2 separate regions of the Callithrix jacchus genome follow, and region 1 is linked to region 2. Evidence: chromatin contacts called from public Hi-C data. All regions are on one chromosome and are shown on one strand. The core of a region is the stretch at or near the end of the contact, and the rest is flanking DNA. Distances in the headings are between cores, read along the strand shown.

The links. A called contact is a pair of places that touch in the nucleus more often than the background predicts.
Region 1: a Hi-C map of skeletal muscle shows a contact between it and region 2, with 4 times the contacts expected there. The contact joins the promoter of XXYLT1 here to the promoter of FAM43A in region 2. A contact is called at or near these places in 2 of 3 Hi-C or Micro-C datasets (both in skeletal muscle).

Annotation. Positions count from the first base shown.
Region 1 is chr15:24,199,355-24,202,200 of calJac240_pri, forward strand. XXYLT1 (xyloside xylosyltransferase 1) reads right to left here and starts at 1,521. Exons shown (of 4, transcript XM_078350552.1): 1 at 763-1,521.
Region 2 is chr15:23,634,044-23,636,743 of calJac240_pri, forward strand. It overlaps FAM43A (family with sequence similarity 43 member A), which reads left to right and starts at 1,364. Exons shown (of 1, transcript XM_008981425.4): 1 at 1,364-2,700. The coding sequence starts at 2,305.

The DNA.
Region 1 (2,846 bases), core at 271-2,770, 570 kb after region 2:
ATGACAAAAACAAAGGCATGCAGGCGGCAAGCAGTGTGCAGCAAGAGCTGCAGCAGGAGCTCGGGACAAGGGGATAGAGATCTGGCAGCGGAGCAGAGTAGGCCCAGAAGAGATGGCAATGCTGATCTTCAAGGTGGCATTTGGAGACCTGGTCAAATCCCAAGATCTGCCCAGACTGACCCGATGGCCAACCATCCTCAGTTTTCTACCCTGAACTTGTGCAATGTTTCTCAAATAGTAGGGTCATTAGGATCACCTGGGACAGGCTGCCAGGCCCCACCTCCAGAGAGGACCTTCAGATGTCCCAGGATCTAGGGACTTTCTCAGGGGAGGTGAAAGCTGAGTAAAGAATAGCCAAGGGCCGAAAGGACATTGTGGGCAGAGTACGGCATGTATAAAGGCCCAGTCTCTATACATAGCTAAGGTATGAGATGCATGTAGAGGAAGGAGGATAGGTGAAGCCAGAGACGCGGACCTGGCTCACAACACAACAGCACTACCAAGAAACTGGGACTTGACTCTGTAGGCAACAAGGAGCCACCGCAGACTCCCGAAGCCTGTAGGATCCTGGCAGCAGCTCCCCTAGTCACTCACTTAAGTTATTCAGATAATACAACTCCTGCCTTAGCACGCTGCCCCAACCAACATCAGCCTCCACCCTTCAATATCACCTAGTACTTCTTTTCCAAAATCTGGCCTCGGATCCCCTCTGTACAACTATCAGGTCAAAATCAAATAAGCAATTTGACCCAGGTAACTCACATATGTCAGGAACTACGTTGCAGGTGGGCAGCTCAGGGACGATCCTACCCCCTCGTTCCCCGGATCCCCTTGGGGAGCGCGCACTGATCTCGCCTAGGACGGGGTGGGCCACCCACCGGGAGCCCCCAGAGGCCGCCCCGCTCACCTTGCACTTGAAGCCAGCGGCGGGCGGCAGGAGCTCCCGCAGCAGGCCCTTGGCCACCTCGCGGCTGGCCTCCTCGCTCACGAAGTGAAGGTTAAGCACCTCGTGCGTCTCGAACTTAGCGAGGCGCAGCAGTGAGCGCAGCGCGACGCGGGCCTTGGCCTGCAGCGCTGCATTGTGCTCCGCCTTGGTGAACATCATCAGCAGGTGGTAGTCCACCGGCCCGGCCCCGCCGCCCTCCAAGCTCTTGGCCTTAGCGCCAGGGGCTGGCGCCACGGAGCCCCGCGCCAGCTCCAGCGCGGGCGGCGAGGGCGCAGCGGGGCCCCCGGCGCGGGCCTCCTTCAGCCTCTTGGTGGCGCTGGAGAAAGTCTCCCGGCCAGAGCCGAGGTAGTAGAAGGCGCAGACGGCCAGCGCTGCAGCCAGTAGCAGCGCGCAGTAGTGAGAGCGCACAGCCCCCAGGCGCGCCATGGCCCGAGCGCACGGGAGCCCGCCTCGGAGGAGGCCCATGAGCCACGAGACAGCGGCGCCAGCGGCACCGGCAACGCGAGAGAGCCCTCGGGTACCCGGACGCCGGCGGCCACTTAGCCCCGGCGGCGGGCGGCGGCCATGGCAGGGGCGGGGCCGAGCCGCCTGGAGCCAATCGCGGGCGCCGGTACGCGGAGGAGCGGGACCGAGCGTGCGGTAGCTACTGGGTCCTAGGTTCCGAGGGGTTAGAGGCCGGGCTAGGGGTTCAGTGGGATCCACCACCCTGCGCGGGAGGCGCGGATTGAGGACCCCAGCATACTGAGGGCCGGCCCACTGTCCCGGCTGAGAAGTGGCGCCTACGCGCCGGGCACCAGAGGCCAGATATTCAAGCTGAGCCCTGGATGGAATGGAGGCGCCCGAACGGAGGAACTTAGGTCAGCAAAAAGCAAAGCTGGAGGCACCAAGAGGGAAAACTTCTCTCTGCACCTTTTTCCTCCCCAATTTCTTGGAGGCTTTAAGCCCTCTCCGCCTCTCCCTGCACCCAAGCTGGAGGTAGGGAATTTAAACCGGCAGCTCCTCCCTTCTCCCGCTGCCCTGGGAGGAAATTGCCCGGGCCGCACGTTGCGCCGGATGCGGAGCTGACAGAGGCTGGGGGATGTGGCCAGCAGGGGGCCCCCGCCGGCCGCCCGAACCTGCTCCCCGAACCCCCAATGCGTAGTAAAGCCCAATAGGGCAACATTCATTAGCTTTTTGTTTTGTAAACAGACTTTTAACGCTTTATCAAGAGCCTTCATAGGTACCAGGGAATTTTGCACAGCGAGGTTACCTGCCCAAAGTCACAGAGCTAGCGAGTGGCAATTTTGACCCTGGGCAGTTGCACACTGCTAACTAGATAAAAACTTACTAACTTCATTCTTATAAGAATTGAGGATATATCAGTAGTTTTTAAGTAATCACGTACAAGTGCTGTGCATGCTTGAGAGAGGAGGAGGTGAAAATAATGGACAAACGCATATATAGATTGGTCTCAGAATTTATCGGGCTATGCCATCATTTCTCAAAGTGTGGGTAGAGGCCACCTTTCCCAGATCCTCATTCCATCTCATTTTTAACTCTTGTTCTTTTCTATTGGAGTAACACTTTCCTGGAAAACACTGGATTCTCACAAGTCTATGAGGTAGAGGTATTTTACAACGGAGGACACCGAGATTTAGAGAATTACCCAAATTTAGTAGGCTAGTAAATAATGGAGCTGGGATCCTAACCCAAGTCATACTGTTTCCAAGTCCAAGCTTCTAGTCAGGATTAGCTCCAAAAACAGTAATTCACGCTCTGAGTTGTGTGTATTTTATCACAACTGTTAACATATGACACTGGTTAAGAGAGCAAGCTCTGGGGTGAATGATCCAGGCTGGAATTCAATCTCTTCCATACCGATTTTTGGACTTTATGCATGTTACTTAATCATGCTGAACTG
Region 2 (2,700 bases), core at 114-2,613:
AAGGTTAAAAGTTGGCAAAGGTAGAGGGTTAGGGAATTCCCAGGATTGGCTGCAGTGACTCTGGCGTGGAAGCCAGAGACATTAAAGATCCCCAGTGGACTTGGATGGTGGCAAGGGATCACTGTCCTCATCCAGGACCAGCCTGGGAGTTTGATGCAGGATAGTTTGGACATTTATCCCACTCCAGCTATAAGTCTTTTTGCTTTGAATGAGGAGACCATAGAAGTGAGGAGGTTGTTTCAAGGGCCCAGAAATGAGTTACTGGCTAAGGGTGAATCGGGCCAGAGGACTACAACTACACTGTCCAATTGGCACTTGATAAAAGCAATACTGATGCAATTATCACTCCCATTGGAGGGTGGCCAGGCAGTATTTGTCACTCAAATAAAAAATGTCATTTGAATTTTTACTAGGAATTCTCATCCAAAATATGTCAATGATATATAATAAAACTGCATGAATGGCCTGGTGAAGTAAACTAACTACACACGCATTACTTAGAAATTGTATTTATCTCAGGCCCGGCATGGTGGCTCACACCTGTAAACCCAGCACTTTGGGAGGCTGAGGTGGGTGGATCACAAGGTCAGGAGTTCGAGACCAGCCTGGCCAAGATGGTGAAACCCCGTCTCGAAAGAAAGAAAGAAAAAGAAAGAAATTGTATGTATATCAAAAAATTGTTCTACTCTGAGGTCCGACAGCAGGAGGGGGTCTTGCTGGGGGTTAAGATCGGGAAGCCCCTTATTCATTGTTGATAGTCTACAGGATTCACTCCAATCATCTTACCATGCACCTGACTTTTCACTGTCTGCCGCTTACCTGTGAATACCAGTTCCAAGACAGTGACAGATAAGCCTTGGTGTTTTCTGTGCCTCTCTCTTTAATATCGAATACAATTCTGAAAATAAGAATATTAAACAGCACCCAGTTATTCTCGGAGAGCTGTCACACAAGGAAGAAACCACTATTTTCCCAAACGATTGCTTAGGAAATTATAGCCTATAATCTCATCTTCTGCCACCTACCCCAGAAGTTTCGATCTAGACATACCTGTATTCATCGAGTTGCAATTCAGCCTGGGGGTGGAGTGTCAGGATTCAAGTCCTTTTGCTGCGGGGTAACCCCAGTTCCCAGAGATTTCCGTAGACAAAAGAGATGCTGATAAATTTGAGATGTAATTGCCGGATTGGACCGGTCTCGCCGCTCCCTCGAGCAATGGCTGTCACCGGGTCCCTTTAAGAGACCGGGAATCTGCCCGGCGTCGGAGCCCGAAACAGATCCTCTTCTCTGCTCCTCCCCTGTCCCCGCGCGGCGAATGGTTTGCGCCGGCCTATATTTACCCGAGATCTTCCTCCCGGACGGCAAGGATGTGAAGCAGGCGAGCTGGCCATCGCTCGCAGCACTGGAGAGGGCGCGCTGCAAAGGCGGGCAGTCGACCGCGGAGAGCCGGGCAGCGGAGTTGGACATCGCCTCGGAGGGAAGAAATGAGGTAGCGGCGGTCCCCAGAGCCGACCATGCGCGCCCCCTGCCCTCGGAGCCCAGCGCTGCCCTGGCCAAGCTATCCCGGACACTGAGCCGGCCGAGCGCGAGTCCCCGGTGTCTGGCGGAGCGAAGATGCAGTGAGCCCCCGCGGGACTGCTGCGCGGGGCCCGCCGCGGTCAGCCGGACCCAGCCTCCCACCGCACTTGGGGCAAGCTGCTGTCTCTGAGACCAGCCCGGCCGAGGGGCTCTTCGTCTCCAGCACCCCTTGGAGGTGGGGAGCAGCGGCCCCTGGGCACACTCGCTGTAGAGTTTCCCCGGGTTTCGGCCCCAGTCCTAGGGGTTGTGTGTGTTAGGGGACCCTCTTCTCGTTCGCCGAGGAGTTCCTGCATATTCTCGCACCATCCCAGTGCTGTTGCTGGGGCTCTCTTTATTTATTTGCACGCGCGCTTCTAGCTTTTTTCCTGACCGTTTCTGCTCCACGCTCGTTCTCTCGCATTTTGTGGCTTGCCTGAGACTCTTTGCCCTCGCCCTTGCCCAGGCTGGGGTAAGTCTGTGTGCGCGCTTGGCCCCTCAACTCCCCCCCAACACACACATACCTTTTCAGCACAATCGAAGCTGAATATTTTCTTTTTTAGAAAATTTACCCCCACTCTCTGAGGGGTTCCCCCGCCTCCCCCCAACTCCCTACCCCTGGGCCACTCCCAGTAGAATTTTATTTTTCGATCTTGCCCGGGCCGAGCCCGGCTGGGGCCGGTGGCTCAGCGGGGCTCGCATCCGGCGCTCCGCCGCCGCCGCCCAGCTGCGCCGGGGCGCCCTTCGGAGATGCTGCCGTGGAAGAAGCACAAGTTCGAGCTGCTGGCCGAGGCGCCGCCGCGGCAGGCGTCCAAGCCCAAGGGCTACGCTGTGAGCCTGCACTACTCGGCGCTCAGCTCGCTGGCGCGGGCGTGCCCCGAAGGCGCGCTTAGCCGGGTGGGCAGCATGTTCCGCTCCAAGCGCAAGAAGCTGCACATCACCAGCGAGGACCCAACTTACACCGTGCTCTACCTGGGCAATGCCACCACCATCCAGGCGCGCGGCGACGGTTGCACGGACCTTGCTGTGGGCAAGATCTGGAGCAAGAGCGAGGCGGGCCGTCAGGGCACCAAGATGAAGCTGACGGTGAGTGCGCAGGGTATCCGCATGGTCCACGCCGAGGAGCGTGCGTTGCGCCGCCCGGGG